Regions from separate parts of the Sus scrofa genome. Here region 2 is linked to region 1. A link is a contact called in public HiChIP or PLAC-seq data. All regions are on one chromosome and are shown on one strand. The core of a region is the stretch at or near the end of the contact, and the rest is flanking DNA. Distances in the headings are between cores, read along the strand shown. Region 1 holds the start of ANAPC15 (anaphase-promoting complex subunit 15). Region 2 holds the start of PHOX2A (paired mesoderm homeobox protein 2A).

Evidence for each region. HiChIP or PLAC-seq counts read pairs in DNA pulled down with a chosen protein or histone mark.
Region 2: an H3K27ac HiChIP or PLAC-seq map of alveolar macrophages shows a contact between it and region 1. The contact joins the promoter of PHOX2A here to the promoter of ANAPC15 in region 1. A contact is called at or near these places in 1 of 47 Hi-C or Micro-C datasets (epiblast stem cells) and 1 of 2 datasets of contacts at active chromatin or transcription factors (alveolar macrophages).

Annotation. Positions count from the first base shown.
Region 1 is chr9:6,687,219-6,693,377 of Sscrofa11.1, forward strand. It overlaps ANAPC15 (anaphase-promoting complex subunit 15), which reads right to left and starts at 2,695. Exons shown (of 5, transcript XM_013999278.2): 1 at 1,989-2,695; 2 at 925-1,008. The coding sequence starts at 2,081.
Region 2 is chr9:6,827,405-6,833,645 of Sscrofa11.1, forward strand. It overlaps PHOX2A (paired mesoderm homeobox protein 2A), which reads right to left and starts at 4,232. Exons shown (of 6, transcript XM_021062473.1): 1 at 1-4,232.

The DNA of each region.
Region 1 (6,159 bases), core at 1,445-3,944:
GATCCTCAATAAACAGTCAGAATGATTATTTCCGGAGTTCCCATCATAGCTCAATGGAAACAAACCTGACTAGTAGCCATGAGGACGTGGGTTTGATCCCTGGCCCTGCTCAGTGGGTAAAGGATCCAGTGTTGCCATAAGCTGTGGTATAGGTTGCAGACAAGGCTCGGATCTGGTGTGGCTGTGGCATAGGCTGGTGGCTAAAGCTGCAATTAGACCTCTAGCCTGGGAACCTCCACAGGCCGCAGGTGCCGCCCTAAAAAGACAAAAAAAGAGATGATAGCCTATGCTATAGGGGAAAGAGCCTGGGCTCGTCTGGCCTAGAGGTCCCATGGTCCCCGGCAAATTAGGGTGTCACAAGGAGGACAACCTAGGCCCTCAGCTCTCAGCCGGATTCTTCCCAGCTCAGGGCAAAAAGTCTGCACAGGGCAGGTCTCCAAAGTAAGGCTGGGTCATGGCCAGTGAAGCTCCCCTGCTGGGCTAGATCCTCACTCACCCAGGCCTGATGCTGCTGTTCTTGTTGCTGCAGCTCCGTCTCCTCCACACAGGGTCGATCCAGATTAAACCAGAGTGTCTCAGTCACACGGGGGAAGAGTGAGGGGAACAAGGTGGACATGGCTCCTAGACTGAGGGACAGGGTCAGGTGAATTGAGCTCTCGGATGTGTTTGGTTTTTGACCGTCATTTGGTTAGTTTGATTTGGGGATGGGGTGCCTTTGGGAAGGTAGCAAGAAAAAAGCCTCTCCTTGAGGGAATCAGACAGACCTCGGTTTGAATGCTGGCTCCACTACTAGCTGTTTGACCTTGGCTACGTCACTTAACCTCTCTGAGCCTCAGACACCATCCTCTGTAAGACAGGGACGATAATGATCATACCACCTTCACAGTTATTCTGATAACTAAGTCTTTACTAGAAAGTACTTACAGTATTTATAGGCTGTTCAAAGGAGGGAGGAGAATGGAAGCCACATGTGGAGGAATCCAGAATGCAGACTGGCATCACAAAATTCTACAGAATCGAAGATGGCAGAGCTCTGCTTGATCTTTACCTCCTCCAGACAGAGACCTACTTTCTGCTCCTCTCTGATGTTCCACGCCATACCCATCCAGTGTCAGAAATGTAGGACACTAACCACCTCCTAAACCACAGCCGAATGGTGGTATAGCTCAGCAAGACATTCTAAATGCCTGAGTAATGGATAAATAAGTAGGTGGAAGATCAAACGGATAAACTAGCATCTGAGCGAGAGAACAAGTAAATTCAGCTCAGATTAAGCAGCTGGGAGGGCTGACCAGGAAGGTCCCAGAGAATCTGAATTAGAACCTTTCAGCTCACAGGAAAACTTAGGCCCAGTGACAGGCCAACAACCAGCTTTAGGTCCCAGTGATTTGGGGCATAGAACTTTTTGGGGAGATCCAGGCCGGACACTAGACATGACCAGGAGAAAAGGACCTACGTCTAATTCTGCTTTTGCCCTAAGTTATTTGACTGATCCGGGGCCAGCCGCTGCCCCTCCGTGGACCTCGGCTGCCCGGCCCCTTTAACACGGCCCACGGAACCCACGCTCCCGTTCCTCAGGTACCAAAGGGCCAGAGAGCTCGGCTCCTTAAACCCAAACCCTCGCCGCCAAACTACCAGCCATTCTTTGTTTGTTATGATAATAACCGCGGAGTTGACCAACAGGGAGAAGACAGGGGCGGGATTCGACCAGGTATTTGCACCTATAGGGTTAATCACTAAATTGAAGAAACCCCGTGACCTGGAAGAACTGTTGAGTGACAGGAAGTGACACCAATGAGTGGCGGATCGGTGTGACGGGGTGGGGCTTAACCGCGAGAAAGCGGCCAATGAGCTGGAGCTCTTTAATGTTAACGGGAGTGTGAACAGCGAGCTCCTGAGGAGGTGGGTGCGGTGAACAGAGTTTCTCTGGAGGAGGGAGGAAAGAAGGGGTAAGGAGACAGCAGCCGCAGCCTTCCTTCTGTACTTACCGCGCCGGGAGGCGGCAGCCGGCGGCAACCCGGAAGCACTTCTCTTTGCCAGAGCGGAAGAACCCGCCAGAACTCGGGACACACCGCACGCATGCGTCTTTGGTCTTCTTTTGTTTTCTCTCTCCCGCCCACCAGACGGGAAGTGACGCTCACACGTTAGTCACGTGTTGGGCCGACCTTTGGCGAGCCGCTGCATGGCCCCGCCTTCAGCCTCAGCCAATCGGCTTCTTCGTCTCGGCCCCGCCCCGTCTGGCTTCAGGCGGTATTTGCAATGCAAAACTTCATGAAAAACAGCTGGCGGCCTCCAGCGTTAGGAATGGCACATTTTCCGGCTGCGTCCCAAGAAATTTAGTCCGCTTCTACCCCGGAGTCGCTAAGTGGTTTTATCCCCCACCTGTCTAGCTGCTCTCGCCCTCAGTTTCCTGTTGGGCGCATACATTCATACACGTATGCCTTCACCAGAAATACTTGAGTCCCTATTATATTCAATATTCCAGGCCCTCCTGGAAGCTGGAGATAAATCTAGGAACATGGTCTCTTCCCTCAAAGACCTCTGCAGTTAGTCTGTAGTCTGCAGCCCTGTAGTGGACTCACCATTCCCTTAAGATTGCCTGTCCAAGGAGTTCCCATTATGGCTCAGTGGAAGTGAACCCAGCTAGTATCCATGAGGATTCGCGTTGGATCCCTGCCCTCGCTCAGTGGGTGAAGGATCTGGTGTTACTGTGAGCTGTGGTGAGCTGGGATCCTGCATTGCTGTGGCTGTGCTGTAGGCTGGCATTGGTAGCTCCCATCTTACCCCTAGCCTGGGAACTTTGCTCTGCATCAGTGGCCCTAAAAAGCAAAAACAAAAGATTGCCTGTCCAGTTCTGCATTGGAGATTTTGTAAGGGACTGAGTGATTACTCAATCTTAGGGTCAGCATTCTGCTACTGAGACATTCAGCTGCCCTCTCCAGGCCTGGGCCAAATATGTTTAGTGGTCAGCCCTGGCACATCACTCCCACCTTCTGTTCTGTAGAGACTTCTGACTCAGCTTCCCAGTGAGCATGCCCTTCAGACCTGCTGATGCCTTCAAGCAGCAAAGTCCTTCAAATCTAACCCTTGTTAAATTCCATCACCCCCAAGACTCTGTCTCTTTTTTTTTTTTGCCTTTTGTCTTTTTAGGGCCACACCCACGGCATATGGAGCTTCCCAGGCTAGGGGTCTAATCGGAGCTGTAGCCACCGGCCTACGCCAGAGCCACAGTAACGCCAGATCCAAGCCGCTTCTGCGACCTACACTACAGTTCATGGCAACGCCAGATCCTTAACCCACTGAGCGAGGTCAGGGATCAAACCCGCAACCTTATGGTTCCTAGTCGGATTCGTTTCCGCTGCGCCACGACGGGAACTCCCAGAGTCTTTCCAGTTCCACAGTTCCACTCTTCCCCCAACCTGCTGGGTGACCCTTCATAAGCTCTGTCGCCTTATCAGGACTCAGTTTCCTCTTCAACCAGCGTCATCATCTCTGCCCAGCCTTCAGACTAATGTGAAGATTTGAGATAACACGTGTTAAGAGGTAGTGTACTGTGCATGTCAGCTGTCACTGTTGCTGAGCAGCTCTGGTTGTTACAGCTTTTTCATTAAGAGTAAAACTTGCCTGTTGCAAGTGTCCACAATTTCATTCATTCATTTCATTCATTCAACCCATACCTGCTGAATACCTTACTGTATGCCTGCCGCTACTCTAATAAAGTGTACACAATAGTGAACAAAACAAACCAAAAAACTCCTCACAGTACTTCCATTTCAATGAGAGAGAGAGAAGACAGGAAATTAAAATATATAGTTTTAAGACGGCAGTAAATACTAAGGAGGAAAAGAATCAGGGAAGTGGGAATAAAATATTGGCAGGAAAGATGTTTTATTTTATTTTGGGGGGGGCCAAGGAAGACCTTACTGGGAAGGTGACTTTGAGTAAAAGATTGGAAGAAAAAAAGAGGGGCACTGTTCTGATACTCTGGGAAGAGCCTCAGAAAACAGCAAGTGCAAAAGGCCTAGAATGGCTAGACCATAGCGTTCTACGGGGAGAGTGGGAAAAGAAGGGGGCAGAGACAGGAGCCAGACAGGTTTGCAGATCAAAATAAGGACCTTGGCCTTTACCCGATGTCGAGGATCTTGTGAAGGGTGGTGGTGTTTGTTTGTTTGTTTTTTAGAGCCACACCTGAGGCATATGGAGGTTCCCAGGGTACAGGTTGAATCAGAGCTGTGGCTGCTGGCCTACACCACAGCCACAGCCACATCAGATCCTACACTGCAGCTTGCAGCAATGCCGGATCCTTAACCCGCTGTGCGAGGCCAGGGATCAAACCCTTTGTCCTCATGGATGCTAGTCGACTCATCAGGTTCTTTCTTTCTTTCTTTTTTTTTTTTTTTTTTTTTTTAAGGGCCATACCTGTGGCATATGGAGGTCTCCAGGCTAGGGGTCAGATCAGAGCTACAGCTGCCGGCCTGTGCCACAGCCACAGCCATGCCAGATCCAAGCCGAATCTGTGACCTACACCACAGCTCACAGCAACGCCAGATCCTTAACCCACTGAGCGAGGCCAGGGATCGAACCTGCAACCTCATGGTTCCCAGTCAGATTCGTTTCCACTCTGCCACCACGACGGGAACTCCCTAGCTGGGTTCTTAACCTGCTGAGCCACAGTGGGAACGCCCTGTGAAGGGTTCTGAGCAGAGGAGCCACACAATCTGATTTACATTTTAGCAGAGTTACTCTGGCAGTTTTATGAAGAAAACTTGAGCGGGGACAGCGGTGGGAGCAGGGAGATCAGTTGGAAAGACAGAGGAGGTGCTGGTTCAGTGGGTGGGTGAGTTTGCGAATTCCGTGAGAGTAAGGATGTTGGGAACAGAAAGGCATATAGGTCTGAAGGTCAAGGGAGAGATCAAGCCTGGAAATGCTGATGCGGGAGTCAGCATACAGTGTTTAAAGCCATGAGACTGGATGAGACACCAGAGGAGTGAGCATCGAAGGAAAGCCATTTCCTTCAACAATCAGAATTTGGAGCTCCCATCATGGCTCACCAAAAACAAACTCGACGAGCATCCATGAGGACATGGGTTCGATCCCTGGCCTCGCTCGGTGGGTTAAGGATCTGGCATTGCTGTGGCTGTGGTGTAGGCCGGCAGCTCCCGCTCTGATTCACCTCCTAGCCTGGGACCTTCCATACGCCATGGGTGTGGCCCTCCAAAGACAAAAACCAAAAACAACCCCCCAAAAATCAGAGGAAACTAGGGAGAGGGGCAAACTAGACTGGGAAGGAGGACCAAAAAGATGAGCATGAACCCAGGTCAGCTGAGTTGTGTCCTGGAAGCCAAGTGTGGAAGCGGAATGGGGAGTTCTCTCGTGGGGCAGGGGTTAAGGATCTGGCATTGTTCATGCGGCGGCTCGGGTCACTGCTGTTGCCGTTTGGTCCTTGGCCCAGGAACCTCCCTAGGCCACCGGCGCAGCCCAAAAAGAAAGAAAGGGGGGGACTGTCACAGGGAAGAACCAGTCTGATTCATGTGAGATCTATTCCTTTTATCCTAACCTAACTTTAGCCTTGGGTCCTCTGTCACTTGTGCTTAATCACCCCGGTTCGACACCTTGTGCAAAGGAATGCTGCCTACAGCCTGAAATATGCATATTCCTAGGCTATGACCTTTAAGAGTATTACTTTTTTAGATAAAAGTTGCTGAACAGAGAATAACATTTGTTTTGCTGGATGTTTACAGAAACTGGTGCCTTGTCTGTGCAGAGAGCTACACAAGAACAAAGGATTGGATCCTAAGATATTTGCAACACTAACCACACCCCTCCCTCATCCTGCCTTTAAGGGCTTTGCTGGAGTTCCCGTCGTGGCGCAGTGGTTAACGAATCCGACTAGGAACCATGAGGTTGCGGGTTCGGTCCCTGCCCTTGCTCAGTGGGTTAAGGGTCCGGCGTTGCCGTGAGCTGTGGGGTAGGTTGCAGACGCGGCTCGGATCTCGCGTTGCTGTGGCTCTGGCGTAGGCCGGTGGCTACAGCTCCGATTCAACCCCTAGCCTGGGAATCTCCATATGCCGTGGAAGCGGCCCAAGAAATAGCAACAACAACAACAACAAAAGACAAAAGACAAAAAAAAAAAAAAGGGCTTTGCTGAAAGCCTTGGGG
Region 2 (6,241 bases), core at 2,982-5,481, 140 kb after region 1:
TGTCTTTCGGCTCCTCCGTGTTTCTGAGGCCATTATCCCTATTCTTTGTAAGTGACTTGTTTTTCCTTTGGAAGCTTTGAGCATCTTCTTCACGTCCTGAGGGTTTTGCTATTTCATGATGATATGCCTGGGTAGGAACCTGTTTTCCATCACCGGGCATTTGGTGGGTCCCTTCGGTCTGAAAACGCGTCTCCTTTGGCGGCAGAAGACGTCCTGTGCCCGCTGATGATTTTCTCTGCCTCTTGATTGCTTTCTTTTTGAAACTCCTGTTAGGCGGATGTTGGATTAATTGCTTTTTCTAACTTTACTTTTTCTCTCATCTTTTCCATTTCTTTTCATTCTACATCTTGGGAGCCTTTCTCAAGTTTATCTTCCAATTACTTTATGGGCTAAAAAATTTACTGTATCTTAAAATTCCAGAAGTTCTTTCTTTTCTGTGATGGTTGCTTTTAAAAGGGTCTTGTTTAGGTTTCATTACTCAAATTTTTTTTTTCCCTCTCTAGATATTCTAGGTTTTGGGGGGCGTTTTCCACTGTTGTTTTCTGTGTTGTTCGGCTTCCTCTTTTTCTTTTTCCTGGTTGCAGTTTTGCCTTTCCTGTTCAAGTGTTCTCCACGGGTCTCGTGTCTCGTTTCCTTTTTTTTATATGAAGACTGAAGTATCCAAAATTTTGTTTGAAGCTCTTTGTGTGCAGAGCGTGTGAAATGGTTCCACTGAATGGTGACTGGATAGGGGCATGGCCTTGTTTTTTTTTTTTTTTTTTTTTTTTTTGAGAAAATGCAAAATGTTGCCCCTGGAGCTCTCTTCTCTGGGGAGGGGCATTTAGGATCTGGAGGCCAACCTTTCAAGGTTCTTCCCGGGACAGAAACCTGCCTGGCTGCCACTGCTCCCGCAGCTACACGGCGGAGGGGCCGGGGGCCGCTAGCCGACTCGTCAATTTCTCAGTTCGAGGCACAGCTCTTGGTCCCCTCTCGTTGCTGTTCCTGGTGGCCCTGGTGTGGAAACTGTCTGGTTGGCTTTCTCCGCAGGCTAGCGCTTCCCTCTCGGCGGGAAGGGGTGATTGGCTGACCAGGAGGGATCTTAAAAGTACATTTTCCATCATTTCCTGTATGTCCAGCCCCACGTCTCACCCCACATTCTCAGAGCACCGGGTGCTCCACATTCCTGAACGGTTCTGGGGTTCTGGGCTCTGAATCTGATTTCCTGACATCCATTCCGTAGCCATGGCTGTTCCGTTCTCTCAGTTCTGCTATTCGTTTTTCTCGGTTCTGCTTTCTCTATTCATTTTTTAGTGTCTTTTTTTTTTTTTTAGTAGAGTACAGAAATGTATTAGAGAGAATAAAGCTTATAATTTCACTAACCACACACTGAAACACACACACCAGGCCACATGACTCAAAACGTAAATCAGGAATAGAAAGGAAAGGATAAATACAAAGTGAAAGCCGCCTTTCTTCCCCAGTCCCTCTCTCAAAAGGTAACCTTTGTGAGCATTTCCCTGCTGTCTCTTGGAAATTAAAAAAAAAAAGGTACAAGAATGTGCGTGTCAAAGTGCACATGCACAGAGGGATAAAACTGTGCTGTAGGTGGATTCGGTTTTTTCCCATAATATTCCTGGAGATATTTCCATATTGGCATATGCAGATTCACGCTATTGTTTCTGGTTATAGCTGTACAGCAACTCCACTGGACAGCTGCGTCATCATTTACTGCAGTGGACATGCTGTTTCCCTTTCTTTTTTTGGCCATACCCATGGCACGCCAAGTTCCCCAGCCAAGGACTGAACCCACACCACAGCGGTAACCAGCGCCACAGCAGTGACAACGCTGGATCCTTAACCCGCTGAGAGCCACCAGACAACTGGACATGTTGGTTTTCAAACAGCATTTTTAGAGCCCTAGACAAAATATAAAGGACCTCCTCTAGTTATCTCTGCGGAGCCAACAACTGTTTCGAGGTAATGAATACTTATCCGTTAAATTTTCAGGTTTGTACACCTGTATTTTAATACATCACCCTTTCTTAAAGCCACCCCACCTCTAAGTTCAGCTGACTCTATATGTAGTTATGGGGTTTCCAGTGAAATACTCAGCGAGGCAGGGAGCAAAATGATGGAAAAATGTGGTTGAAAGAAACAAACTCCACCTGAAGGGAAGCTCCTGCTAAAGGAAAGAGGAAGGTTGGTTTCAGGGTTTCAGGTGCGCTGGAGGAAACATCGGGCCCGGGGCTGGCGCATGGGAACGGCCCGATTGTCGGCTCTGCTCCTCCTGCGCTCTGTCCTCTGGTCCCACCAGCAGATCAGTCTCCGAGCAGAGGAGACAACACGGCCAGGCTGCCCCAGAGGTGCACGTCCTCGTGGGGCCCCCTGAAGAGAGGCGCTTTCTCAGCTCTGCTTTGCAAGTTTCTGGGGGAGACGGGAGTCTGATCGGCTCAGCTTGGGTCAGCCAGGCTGTCACAATAGGGACAATAAAATGTACCTAGAGAGCAGTGTCACAGTGTAATATGGCAGCGACCTTGAAAAGCATTCGTGTGTTGTCCTTTTTTGGATTATACATTTTCTCTTGTTATCTACACGGTCAGGTTAAGACACCTACACGGCTACACTAGTGTTAGGGTTTACGAAATGGTTCTCTCTAAAGAGACAAATGAAGTCCGTGACCACTTCTACATGAATCGGCCAATGTGACAAGCACGCAGATCTCCGACACAGAGATGAAGCGGTGAGGAGTTCCTTGCGGTGCCATGGGGCAAGGATCTGGTTGTTGCTGCAGGGGTGGGTTGCTGGTGTGGTATGGGTTTGATCCCTGGCCTGGGCACTTTCACTCCCTACAGACGTGGCCAAAGAAAAAAGAGATGACCCAGTGAATACTGTGCAATTACCATAACAGAAGAATGGACTTGAGCTCAAGGATACAGATTCTGTAACATGGGACCCTCCACGGGTGCCCCTGGTGACGACCTGACTTTATGCAGGCGACTGAAACTGAGAGAGAACACAAACACGATGCCACCCCGTTACTGCAGGAAGCAGCAGGCACTTTGCACGTGGTTGTGACACAGCACACTCTGGCTCAGGGGAGCTGGGGGAGGTGAGGGAAAGGGTAGGCAGATCGGTAAACACTTGTCATCCCAAATTCTGACTCCATCTGCCGCCTCCTCAAGGTGAGAGAAACACACTGGGAACAAGGCACCAAAAACACAGGCACAAAGGCTCAGAAGCCATCAGACTGGAAGTTTGTAGCAGGTGCAGAGAACTCCGAAGTAAATATTCCAATTCTGAGGAAGTCATATATACAAAGGAACAGGAAGATGGACGTTAAATCCAGTCTTATTTACTTTTTTTTTTTTTTTTTTTTTTTTTTGCTTGAGGTGAGATCTCAGCTCCCAGACCAGGGCCGCAGTGGTGTAAGTGCCAGTTCTAACCACCTGACTACCAGGGAACTCTCTGATCTCCTTGATTCCCGAGTTGGTGGAGGGAGAAAGCGCTGAGATCTTCGTAGGAGGGTCAGTTATTGGGAGGTCAGTAGAAGAGGCAAGGACAGAAGGGCTGGATAGTGAATTTTAAGATCGAGGTGGAAGGATGGGCCACGACCACAGCGCAGCAGTGGGGGCTCACTGCTGGGTCTGACGGTAACAGCAGCTTCTGCCTAAGAGGGCTCCAGGGCAAGAAGAATCTCAAGGGGCCGCCAGAGTAAACAATGTCCTTAGGGGACAGTTAAAGCGAATAACATTCACCTGACATGAATTATAGCTGTGTCTTCTCAGGTCAGTCTCCCAAGGCAACAGAAGTAAAAGCAAAAATAAACAAGTGGAACCTAATCAAACTTAGAAGCTCTTGCACAGCAAAGGAAACCATCAACAGAACAAAAAGACAACCCAATGACTGGAAGAAAATATTTGCAAATGACTCAACTGACAATGACTTAACTTCTAAAATATACAAATAGCTCATACACCTCAGTAGCAAAAAACGGGCAAAAGCCCTAAAAAGACATTTCTCCAAAGACGACATACCGAGGGCCCATAGGCACATGAAGAGCTGCTCAACACTCCTGATCATTAGAGAAGTGCAAATCAAAACTGCAACGAGGGGAGCTCCCGAAATGGCACAGAGGCAATGAACCCAGCTAGTATCCATGAGTACGTGGTTCGATCCCTGGCGTTTCTCAGTGGGTTAAGGATCCGGTGTTGCTGTGAGCTGTGGTATAGGTTGCGGATGTGGCTCGGATCTGGGTGGCATAGGCCGCTGCAGCTCTGATTCTACCCCCTAGCCTGGGAACTTCCACATGCCTCGGGTGCACCCCTAAAAAGACAAAACAAGACAAAACCAAACCAACCAAAAAACTACAAAGAGGTGTCACCTCACACCAATCAGAATGACCATCATCCAGTTTATAAATGACAAATGCTGGAGCGGGTACGTTGTTGGTGCAGCCACTATGGAAAACAGCATGGCGGGTTCCTTCAAAAAGTAAAAGTGCAGTTACTGTGTGATCCAATAATCCCATTCCTGGGCCTATGGCTGAAAAAAATGAAAGCTCTAATTTGAAAAGATACATGTACCCTAATGCTCATAGCTTCATTATTTACCATAGCCAAGATAGGGAAGCCATGACGCCCACACACACATACCACCCCACAGGAATACTACGCAGCCATAAAAAAGAATGAAGTAATGTCATTTGCAGAAACATGGAGGACCGGCAGATTATCATACTGAGCGAGGTCAGTCAGAGAAAGACAAATATCATCCCGCTTATATGTGGAATCTGAAAAATAGTACAAATGAACTTATCTCAAAAAGGGAAAGACTCACAGACACAGAAAACAAACTTAATGGTCACTAAAGGGGAAGAGGAGAGGGATAAATTGGGAGTTTGGGATTAGCAGATGTACACTGCCACCTGTAAAAGACAGGGACCTACTGTGGCACGGAGAACGACATTCGTATCTTACAGTAAATCATGAGTGAGTATTTTAAAAAGGGCGTAACTGAATCACTGTGGTTTATACCTGAACCTAACACAGTACTGAGTCTACTGTATTTCAAAGACAACAAAAAGATGAAGAGATAAAGCAAACATTCCAACAAGACGTTTAGATAGAAAAAACTTGTTGATTATTGAAGGAAGTATGGGGGGGGCCCACGTGACGAGGTGATGGCCACTGAGGTTCAGTTCCTGTGACGAACCCGCGAGGCACAGTGGGGTCAGAGGGGGACCCCTCTTGGAGGAGGGTGAGCAACGAACGCAGGGCCTCGGTGGCGTCTACGTTCCTGATTTCTGCGACTGGGGTTGGCCCTGGAGGTGGCACTCTGGTGACTTCCTGCCTCGCGCACCCCCAGGGGACATTCTCAGCGTCCCGGGTCAGCTCCTGAGACGGCCCGGTGGGTGACCCAGATCACCATTCTTTAGGACTCTGGGAACTCAGTGGGCCTGTTCTCTAATAACCAAATCAATTAGGACAACAGCTTAAAAAACCGTTGAAATATTAAAAAAAAAAAAACAAAAAACACCCATGGAAGAGTTCTTGTCGTGGCGCAGCGGAAACGAATCCGACTAGGAAACGTGGGGTTGGGGTTTGAGCCCGGGCCTCGCTCAGTGGGTTAAGGATCTGGCGTTGCCGTGAGCTGTGGTGTAGGTCGCAGACGCAGCTTGGATCCTGCCTTGCTGTGGCTGTGGTGTAGGCCGGTGGCTGCAGCTCCGATTCGACCCCTAGCCTGGAACCTCCATATGCCGCCGGTTCAGCCCTGAAAAAGCAAACAAACAAAAAACCCGTGGAAATAAATCTGAGAAAACCACCTAGAATGTTTTTTCAAATCCACCCATTCTTTTTTCATACTGTCCCCTTTCTTGCCTTGTGGCCTTATGGTTTCTAGTCTTCAGGCCTATGAACATTTTTTTTGTTTTTTTATGGCCGCGCCCGCAGCACATGAAAGTTCCCAGGCTGGGGGTGGAATCTGAGCTGTAGCTGCGGGCCTATGCCACAGCCACAGCCACGCCCGACCCAAGCTGCATCTGCAGGAGTTAGATTTTCGTGTATTTCCCTTCTGGTTCCCAGGTCAATGAGCAGTGTTTTTCTAGGGTTCATTTCACAAGGAAGTGGTCCTTTGCGGCTCCTGTCTCAGTGCTGAAGCCCCAGCGTGCAGCCATCGGGCCTACTTCTGGGTCCCCAGGTCTCCGTGAACGCCAGGACCTCTCACACTTTCTGACTGTTCCTCTCCTCTTCTGGCACCGCGGGAT